Regions from separate parts of the Sus scrofa genome. Here regions 1 and 2 are each linked to region 3. Evidence: chromatin contacts called from public targeted proximity ligation data. All regions are on one chromosome and are shown on one strand. The core of a region is the stretch at or near the end of the contact, and the rest is flanking DNA. Distances in the headings are between cores, read along the strand shown.

Region 1 (3,532 bases), core at 777-3,276, 310 kb before region 3:
TCCCTAACTCTATCCTACACGTGGCTATCAGAGTGATCCTGTTAAAACACAACGTAGATTACTTCACTTTTCTGTCCTCTACCCTTCAATGATTTCCAACCTTATTCTGAAAAAAATGTAAGTCCTTTCCATGGCCCATGAGGCCCCAAAAAATCTTGCCCCATAGCTACCTCTCAGATCTCATCCCCCACCTTAATCACATTGTGGCCTCCTGTCACTTCTCACAATATACCAGGAAGCTCTGCTTTGGGCACTTGGCACAGGCAATTCCCTCTGCCTGAAATGCTTCTCCTGCCACCACCACGCCACATAGACTGAATTCATGCTTTATTTTCATCTCTGCTCTCTTATTACTTCATCCAAGTGGCCTTCCTCAACCACTATTTAAAATAATATCCTCACTTACCTGCCTTATTTTTCTTTACCTAGTTCCACCTGGCATGTATGCTATTATTTGCTACTTATTGATTGTTTATTAGCTTCTGCTAGGATCTAAATTCTTCCATGGTAAAAAAAAAAAAAAAAATGTCTTTTTTTCACTGTTTCATCTCTAGATATTAGGACAAATCTGGCATCTGACAGCCTTCCAATACATAATGAATTTTAATGAATTAATATATTTGAGCTGAGAGAAAAGGACAAAAGACCCCAGGCAGAAGAAACCAGCACCTACAAAGGAATAAATTTGGTCTGTTGAAAACAGGAGCGAGCAAACTTATAGCCTAGGGACTAAATCTAGGCTGCCACTTGTTTTTTGGAGTAAAGTTTTATTGAAATATAGCCTGGCTCATTCATTTACACTACTGTTTATGAATGCTTTCATTCTACCACAGCAGAGTTGAATAGTTATGAAAAGACCTTACGGCCTGCAACCCTGAACAATTTACTCTGTGGCTTTTTACAGGAAAAGTTTGCCAACCCTTGGTCTGAAGGGTGGCATGCATGGCGGACCTGCTGGGAGATGGGAAGAGTTGGTGAGGGCAAGCTGGAATGGGTTTATGTGAGTTTGGAGTCACATGTAAGTCAAGAGAGAGTGAGACAATGGGTGCTTTTAGGCAAGGGAGTCCCTAAAAGGCAGGAACTCTGTAATGTACCTTGCGTCCAAAAGAGTGCTTTCTGTTTAAACCAGGTATCCCACTGGCAGCTGATGCCAAGACTCCTGCCTTAATGTCACTGCCATGTGTGGGATTAGCTCTTGATATAAGAACCAAAAGGAGGAGAAAAATCCCTTTGCTTCGCCCCACCCCCATACTCTGTGTTGGCCTAGAAATTATCTTTCTCTTGTGGCGAGTCTGATACAGGCGGCTCCAACAGAATCCATTCTTGCCTCTAGGTAACTGGTCTCCTCTGATCTCAAGACTCTCAGAAACATGAGGTTGGTTCTAGGGTCACCAGGAGACTTGTGTCTTCTCAGATTTGTCGGTCCTGCTTTAGGAAGTTTCCGGAATTTGGAAACTTCAGAATTGCGTCTATAGGGGGTGACAAGAAAATCGCTAAATTGTCCGTGGCTTGACAGCTCATCAGACCTTTTCCAAGTTCCCTCAGCCATGATTTGTCAGACTTCGCCACTGGCTTAAGGTCAAAAGATGCTGATCCGTTTTGCTTTTACTCAGACTGGATTTCACAATAAAGCGGCCTTTCCCCTGCTGTCTTTGGTGCTTATGATTTTAGCTCCAGCCAGACCCTACGTAAGGGCAGGAGTAGATTTTGAAGGGGAAAAAAAGGGAACAAATGTGTTCTGAATTTCACAGAACAAAGTGGAGCTCTGGCTTGGGGTGGAGCTTGGGAGTAGCTGCCCCCACCCCTCTTCCCTCTGAGAACGCGGTAGTGAAATCAGGTCTGCTTCAGTGAAGCTGTGGCATTTGGGTTTAATTTGATAGATCCCGAAGTGCCTACTTCGGTTTGAGACTCGGTTCTGGCTTGACTTTTTTTTGCCCATCGCTTAAAGTGTATGTGTAAGCAGAGGAAGCCAAGTTTCCACTTGTATATACTGAATCCTTCAGCCAGAAGCCCACAGCCCTTAGAACAGCTCGTGTCGTTTATTGGCTGGCCTTTAAAAACTCAGAGTATGGGTTAACTGAAAAGTGATAGGTTATCATTTGAAGAAGGAAGTGGAAACTTCCAAAGAGACAACAGTCTAGCACTAAGCCAGAGAAACAGAACGTTGATTTCTGCTATAGCCTTTGGGACCCGCTCTTTCTTCTGGCTTTAGAGTAGATCAGAACTTTTTTTTTCTTTTTTGGTTTAATTTAATACTTCAACGTTCAGGAAGGAACCAGATCAAGCTTTTCTAGGCATTATCGGCCTGGGATGTGCTGAATCAATTGCAGGCTTCATTTTGTAGGAGTCGGTATCAATGGATGGGGTGCTAGCTCAGCCCTTTTGAAAGTAACAGACGGCGTTGGCTCCAATAATTACATTAAGATCGTGGATACACACTTGCCTTGGGGATTTGGAGTTCGGCTTAATCAAATCTGGATTTGACATTTCACAGCCCACATCAAGGATTTCTACAAAGGAACATCAGAGAATTGCCAGCTCTGCTTTTGGTCTGACTTAGTGCCTCCTCCTGGGTAACTGAGCAGGCCTTGTGCTCATCTTGTTGATACTTTGGCTGCATCTCTGCCCAGCTGCACAGCGCTCAAAGCTTCTGCAGGTCATAGTTTCCTGCCATCCGTGGAAAGGCATTTATTTAGTGCCGGCCATGCCCCAGGGCCCCGGGCTAAGATCTGGGATAGATGCGGTGGGGAACGGGACTAACGGGACTCTGAGCTGTGTTCGTAAAATGTGACAAACAGTAAGAGCGACAGAAGCTCCCCTGTGGCTGAAAAGCGATGAGATATTCTTATTCACTCATTACTGCCACGTCCTGGTAGACAATGCCCACCCTGGAGGAGTTTACAGCCCAGTCCAGAGGTTCTCGACTCTAATCGCCCAGGAAGTCCCAGGAATGCCGATTTCCAAGGGAAACAAGGCATCTGCCCTTCTTATAGGCAGATATTTTTGAGGCACTTGTCCTTCGGACCATGCTTTGAGAACTACTGATAAAAGTACAAGTAATGTGAACAAAGCATTGTGAAAATAGCACAATAAGTGCTACACCTGTCACAGTGGAGGCTCAACAGTAGAAGGGCACAGCCCTGATTCGGAGGCCAGAGAAGGTTTCTGAGACGAAGATCTGGATCTTACAGGATGATGGAGGGTTTCATGGGGCAGACAGTGCTGCCGCGGGTGCAACGGCTGGGAGGGGAAGAGCGTGCCAGGCTGAGAGGAGAGCAGGTGAAGGACACCAACGTGGAGCAAGTAGACCTGTTTAGGTGCCCTGTGCGCATAGAGCTGGGAGGGAGAGTGAGGGAATTTGGGCCTAGAAAGCGGGCTGGAGGGAGCTCATGGAAGATCTTGAAAGACAGTGTCGGACTGAGAAATCATTAGTGAGAAACCACTTTGCAGCAGGGCAGTCACGTCATCATGTGCATCTCTTGCAGAGGCGTCGGGTGGCAGCGTGGTGTTGGGCGGGAGGCAGTGGAGGAGA
Region 2 (3,125 bases), core at 335-2,834, 280 kb before region 3:
ACCAGGAAATGGGCCCTTACCAGACATGGAATCGGTCGGTACCTTGATCTTGGACTCCCCAGCCTCCAGAAGTGTGAGAAATGTCTGTTGTTTAAGCTACCCAGTCTGTGGTATCTATTCCATGTTCTATTATAGATGCCCAGTGGACTAAGATGGATGTAGATGGATGGGTAGATGGATGGATGGATGTTTGGAATCAGTGAAGTGTGGAACAATGTGAAACATGTTAAGACATAAGACATTTACAAGCATGAGATTAAAAAGCTGATGTTGAGTGAATTCTGGTCACAATTTAAAGACAGAGGGCTAGGGCAGAAAGATACAGGAAGTTCAAAGAAAATCAGAAAAATTTGCACACCCTGTAAGTTGTAAACAAGAACTCCTTAAGTCATAGACATCTTTGGAAGAAAAAAGTGCATAACTTCTTGGGATGAGTACATAATGCAAACATTTTGTTTAGAACTTTTCCCATTAACTGCTGCATAATCTGGTCATTTGCAGGGTTTTGTGTCTTTGATCTCTCAGACTTTTGACTGACCACATCTAGGAATGTAATGGCAGGGAATGGAATGGCAAGCTTCCTGACAAGAAAGGCCTCTAATAGAGCAACATGTGTGCTGACACCACCATGTGCTTGCCTTTGACCCTTGCCATGACTTGACCTCCAGCTTCTGAGCATTCTGTTTCCTAGCTTTGGATCAGAGGTCACCACACTTGACCTCTGGCCTCAGGGTGATTGCTGACTCTCCCAACCCACAACTTGGTTTTGATTGTTCTGTATAATCTGTCATTCCCCAGGGTCCAGAAAACCTCTTCCACTAGTACCCACCAGCTGTTACCACCTTTGTTCTCTCTCTCCCCTGGTCCTGGCTGACTGAAATCTATAGCCCCTAACAATGGTGTGGTCCCTCCACGTGGCCTTGTGTGCTGACTTTGATTGAGTGCTAATAGTTATTATTATGAGTGCCCATTTTCTGAAATGCTAACCATGCTGCTACATTCAGCATCTCATTTAGCATTCAAGCATCCCATGAGAAAGATATCATTTATCTGTGTCTTTGGAGATCAGGAAACTGAGGCTCAGCAAAATTGACTGTAACTGGTCTAAGTTCATACTGAATTGAATGTAACTAGTCTAACTTTATAAGTGTCAGATTTAGGACGTCATTTTTGCTTCAAATCTATTTCCCATGCTTTCTATTTGGTAAAGATTTGCCATAAAACATCCCGGGGTTTTTCTGGGTATTGAATATATGCACTATGAAAAAGCTTTGTTTTGATTTTAAAGATGTTCTGCGTTTCAACGCACTGGGCCACTCTTGTGAGGATTTTAAGTCTTTTCAATCCGACCTCTTCTGTAACCACAGATGTAATAACTAGTTCCATGAAGCTTTGACCAACTTGCACAGGTGCAAGCTAACAGTGCCTCATCTCAACTCTCTGATTCTTAGCTTAGGACATTTGTGGGAAAACACCACTCATACTTGCACAATTTAAAAGTGCCTGGGCGCTAATGCCCATGAGTTCACCCTTGACCACTGTGGGGTGAGAGCCAAGGAATCATTTCCTCCTTACATCACCCAATGGCCAGCTCCCAAGTGCCTCTGCTAAACCTCCTGCAAAGATCTTGTAGCAGTGAGTACCAGTTAACCATAGCAATGGTCAACTGGAAAAGCCATTTCTGTATCAAGTTCCCGCCTTCCTTGTTTCACTTCCCTTGTCTCTCACTCCTGCTCTCTGAGGTCACACAAAATTGACTCAGGATTTGTTGCTAGGGATACCCAAGTTGACCCTTCCTCTTAGTGAGTCTGGATTGGTAAATCTTTTATAAACCTGTAAGTCACAGTTTTACATCTGACGTGTCTGCATGCACAAGGAGTAATCAAGTTTATTTGACTTCTCAATCAGTTGATTTGGCTTTGGGAACAGTTTTATATCAGTGTGGGCAGATGCCACTATGGAAGGTATTATCAGTGTATTTGAGTAAACTTATTTGTTTTTCATTCATAAGGGAACTGTAATTAACTGCTAAGTAAGATGATTCAAATTGGTTTTGAAGTTTCCTGGCTGCCTGTTCATAATTCTTATGTAAATGGTAACTAAAGCCTTTCCTTGGTGATAAAAATCCACACTAACAAATCAATAACGGTCCTTTCCCGTTCCTGATCTACCCTTCTGCCCGTGCACATGCACTGTCCTTGACAAAATGGGTAATGTCTGTACCTGAATAGCTCAGGCCCCTATGCGCTCTGTGCGAACAGAATCCCTGGCCAGTTTCGCTCATTCGATCCCTGCTTCTGAACTGATTGAGGCGAGGAGGAAGGCGGACAGGGGTGCCTTCTTTGGAAAAGCTTCCTGAGGGTTCTGCTACTCACCTACCCCTTGCCTTTCTTCGACCCGCTGCCCCTCCGCACCACACGTGATCTCACACCTGTGGTGGAAGGCAAGCCCAGACGCAAATGATGTGGTGATGCAGTGAAATCATTTCCATAGCACACCGCCTTTAGAATCTCCATGGACAGAAAAGTAAACCAGATGAGTGAAGTCAGCGGAGGGAAGAAAACTGAAAATTGAATGCCTTTCTTTCATTTTGTATATATATTCTTAAGAGGCCCAGAGCTAAATTGCTTTTTATGAAATCTCCTTAGCAAGCAAATTTGTATAAAAACAGATAAGCTTAGAAATTCTCACATCTCTCAGAGAATCAAATATTCCAGGTAATTATGATCTGGGGACCTGGGGAATTGATGGTTGTGGTTTATTCTGAATGTCAAGCAATAAAAATAATGGAACAGAGATCATATATAGATTATACACCATGGCTGATTCTCTTGTTTAGTTTCCCTTTGCACTAAAAAGTAGTATAGTCAGCACTGAGCTAGCTGCACTATTTGACCAAACAGCAAGATTAGTCATATCAAAATAGTATTTGAAAGAAAGGATTCCATTAGCTGCTTTACTGTCTTTTGTGTCTGAGACAAAGCTAGCATCAGTGTTCCGTGTGGGAGTTAAGTCAGTGAATATTGAGCTTCTAGAAAGGATTTCTGAATTAGCCAATATAAAAAATAAATTGGATGTGTGTGTGCACACACACACACACATATACACACATGTATGTATATTTA
Region 3 (3,351 bases), core at 124-2,623:
TATTTAGGTGGTGATTTATGTTTTACTAAGAAAATTGTATTTTCAAAATATGTATTTTGAAAATTTAAATACACACATAATTAGAGTAGTAAAATGAATCCCCATCAACCCCTCACCCAGATTCCCATCTATAAATATTTTGACATATTTGCTTTCATTATCTCCTTTTGAATCATGTTCATATTTTAGGAACTGTTTTTTTTTTTTTTTTTTTTTTTTTTTTGTCTTTTTGCTATTTCTTTGGGCCGCTCCCGCAGCATATGGAGGTTCCCAGGCTAGGGGTCCAATCGGAGCTGTAGCCACTGGCTTATGCCAGAACCACAGCAACGCAGGATCCGAGCCGCGTCTGCAACCTACACCACAGCTCACGGCAACGCCGGATCGTTAACCCACTGAGCAAGGGCAGGGACCGAACCCGCAACCTCATGGTTCCTAGTCGGATTCGTTAACCACTGCGCCATGACGGGAACTCCAGGAACTGTTTTAAAGCAATCTGGACATCCATCATTTCACCCACATATATGTCAGTAAATATCTCTCAATATTATGAACATGTTCTTACATAATGTTGTCATCATACTCTAGTAAAATAAGAACAATACCGAGATGGTATTCAAATTCAAACCCTGAATGGTTTTTTTTTCCCCCTGAATTGAGATAAAGTTTACTCAGAGTTAAACACTACAATCCTAAGGTTACAATACAAACACTTCTGAAAAAAAAAAAAAAAAAAAAAAAAAAAAAAAACCCTGTAAAATTCCCTAATCTAAAATATAGAATTTTTCCATTACCCTAGAAGGTTATCTCGCCCACCCTTCTAGTCAAATCCTACGTCTATAGGCAACTACTGTTATGATTCTTATCAATATAGATTACTTTTCCTGCTTGTGAGTTTCATATAACTGAAATCATGTGATAGGCATTCTTTCATGTTTAGCTTATTTCTTCGACACAATATTTTTGTGATTTATCCTAGTCATGTAACGTAGTTCATTATTTTTACATTTCTGGGTATTATTCCATTTTGGGAATTTAAAATAGAAAGCATTAAAAATCTTTCCATACTCCAAATCATTTTCCATATTTCTCCAGTTAACACAGGTACCGCACTTTGAGAATCATTGCTCAGTATCGCCTCTCTTTGAATCATCTTGATCATGACAGTATTGAGCAATGTCTCAACTGAAATAGCCGTAGCGTGCATTTGTTGAACAGTTACCACACTGGGTATTATGAAAATACAAACACGAGTGGAACTTGGTTTCTCAAAGCACTTACATACCCACAGTGACGCAGACATGTAAGTAACCTCCTACGACAGAAAGGAGAAGTAAAAATAGTATTTTGTGTGCATTTGGGGTGAAGCATAGGACAGGGCATCTGGGAAGCTGCTATGCAGAAAGGTTTGTGCCCCGAGCTTTGAAAGAGGGCTGGACTATCTGTAGGTGGTAAATTGGGAAGGAAGGGCTTCGCAAAGCCACAATGGTGTAAATGTGTTTGATCTTTATCCACCCCGACCGTGGGGCAGGAACCCTCGGGGATTGCCTTTGACTCCTCTTCCTCACTCCTATGACATCTGTCTTCAAGTTCTACTGGTAACACCTGACCTGTCTCTTACTGTCTTCTGTTCTTGCTGTCACGTCCTCAGTGCAAGCCCCTTTACCCTTTTTTTCCTCTTTCCCACACAGTTGCAACTGACTTCTCAGTGTTTGTCTGCTTCTGACCCATCTCCTTTCTAATAGTTTGTAGACACTGCTCTTAGAACTATCTTTGCCAAACCCCAAACTGATTGTGCTCTTTCTCTGCTTACAGCGTTGGTTACAGAACAGCGTTTACATCCCTCCATCTGCTCCTGAGGCCTTTCCATAGCTCATCTCAGCCCTCTTTCTACCCTAATGTCTGGCCTTAAGCTCTCTGAGTCACCATGTATTTTACCCATAAGAAACAATTCTGCTCCCTAAATAGGACTTACTTTTCTCCTGACTCTGCATCTTTGTTGAAATTATCAATCCCAGTCTTCAAGGTTTTTCCATTTCTCTCCGTTTAATTGATCTCTGAGACCACACTCAATGTTACTTCCTTCTGGGAAGCCGTTCTCAATCCCTACTGAGGTCAAAATTAATGACTCTTTTGACTTGCATTTGCCATGCACACCATACTTTATATCATAATGATTTATATTCATTCCTATGTCTCCACTGAACTGTAACCTCTTTGGGAAAAAAAGGCCATGTTTTGGTTACTCTTGGGCTAGGAGAGTGCCCTTTACATGTCTGGCCCTCCTTACTGTTACATAAAATCATTCTCTTACCTGTAAGGCACACTGTTTTCTAGAAGCAAACCTCAGTAAATTTTAAACTATCCTTGTCATGACATATATAGACTGCCATAGTGCTGAAAGTCACTGAACAGGGCTCATTATATGATAGGCTATAAAAATTAGAACCTAGCATGCCCAGGCAGGTAGCTAGTTTATCATTTGGGAGATTCATAGCCTTGACTTACTTGGAGACTTCTACACTTTCAACAGTGTAGAAGATATATTTACTTCTGTTGAAGGAATATGCATGCATATTCAGAGTACATATCTTACTTCCTCTCCTCTCTTTCTTTCTTCCCTCCTTCCTTCCTTTTCTGTTACTCCTATTTTTGAAAATGTTTTCCTTCATAACTTGAGGGAAGCATGTCAGACTTAAGAATAACTTATCTGACTCAGCCAAAAGTGCAAGATTAAGCTAAAGATATTTTCAGCCTTCAAAAATAGGACACACACTGAGGTCTTGGGAAATGTAGCATTGAATTGGGGTGGTGCTATATTAAATAGACTAAAAATAATGTCTTCTGATTGACTGCATACCTAGTGTCTGGCCCCATGAAGTCTTTAAACTGAATGAAGATTGTCATTATAGTTTAACTGAAATAATGAATATTGAATTAGGGATAAGAGAGTAATGGCCCCAATCACGGCCCCAATTGATTCATTCAAATGCGAGATTTCCCCCTTTGTCATTAAGAGAAAATAATAATTGAACATTATATATGTGAGACTAATAATGAAATAATTATTTCAGTCATGTGACTTCATGCTCTAAACGACTTTTTAAAAACATACTTTGTTGTAACTCATGATATAAAATGTAAAATATTTAATCATTGAAACTGACATCAGATCTGGGTTTGTGCTTTAAAATCATATGAATTTTAACAAATGAAAATTTTAAACCCTTTTCCATATTTACATTAATAAGAAATACTTAATAGAATTTCCATGTACACCTTCCCCCACCCAGCCCTCTAAATTCCCTAGGCACATGTGACAGAGGACTTTCAACAGTGTAGAAGATATATTTA

The links.
Region 1: a contact with region 3 is called in a targeted proximity ligation map of alveolar macrophages. A contact is called at or near these places in 1 of 47 Hi-C or Micro-C datasets (epiblast stem cells) and 1 of 2 datasets of targeted methods (alveolar macrophages).
Region 2: a targeted proximity ligation map of alveolar macrophages shows a contact between it and region 3. A contact is called at or near these places in 1 of 47 Hi-C or Micro-C datasets (epiblast stem cells) and 1 of 2 datasets of targeted methods (alveolar macrophages).

Annotation. Positions count from the first base shown.
Region 1 is chr5:90,691,510-90,695,041 of Sscrofa11.1, forward strand. No RefSeq gene overlaps it. Among named protein-coding and RNA genes, the nearest start is that of BTG1, 120 kb to the right of the region's middle.
Region 2 is chr5:90,719,532-90,722,656 of Sscrofa11.1, forward strand. All of the region lies in intron 3 of LOC106510428 (a long non-coding RNA gene), which reads left to right. Among named protein-coding and RNA genes, the nearest start is that of BTG1, 94 kb to the right of the region's middle.
Region 3 is chr5:91,004,473-91,007,823 of Sscrofa11.1, forward strand. All of the region lies in intron 2 of LOC102159120 (a long non-coding RNA gene), which reads left to right. Among named protein-coding and RNA genes, the nearest start is that of BTG1, 190 kb to the left of the region's middle.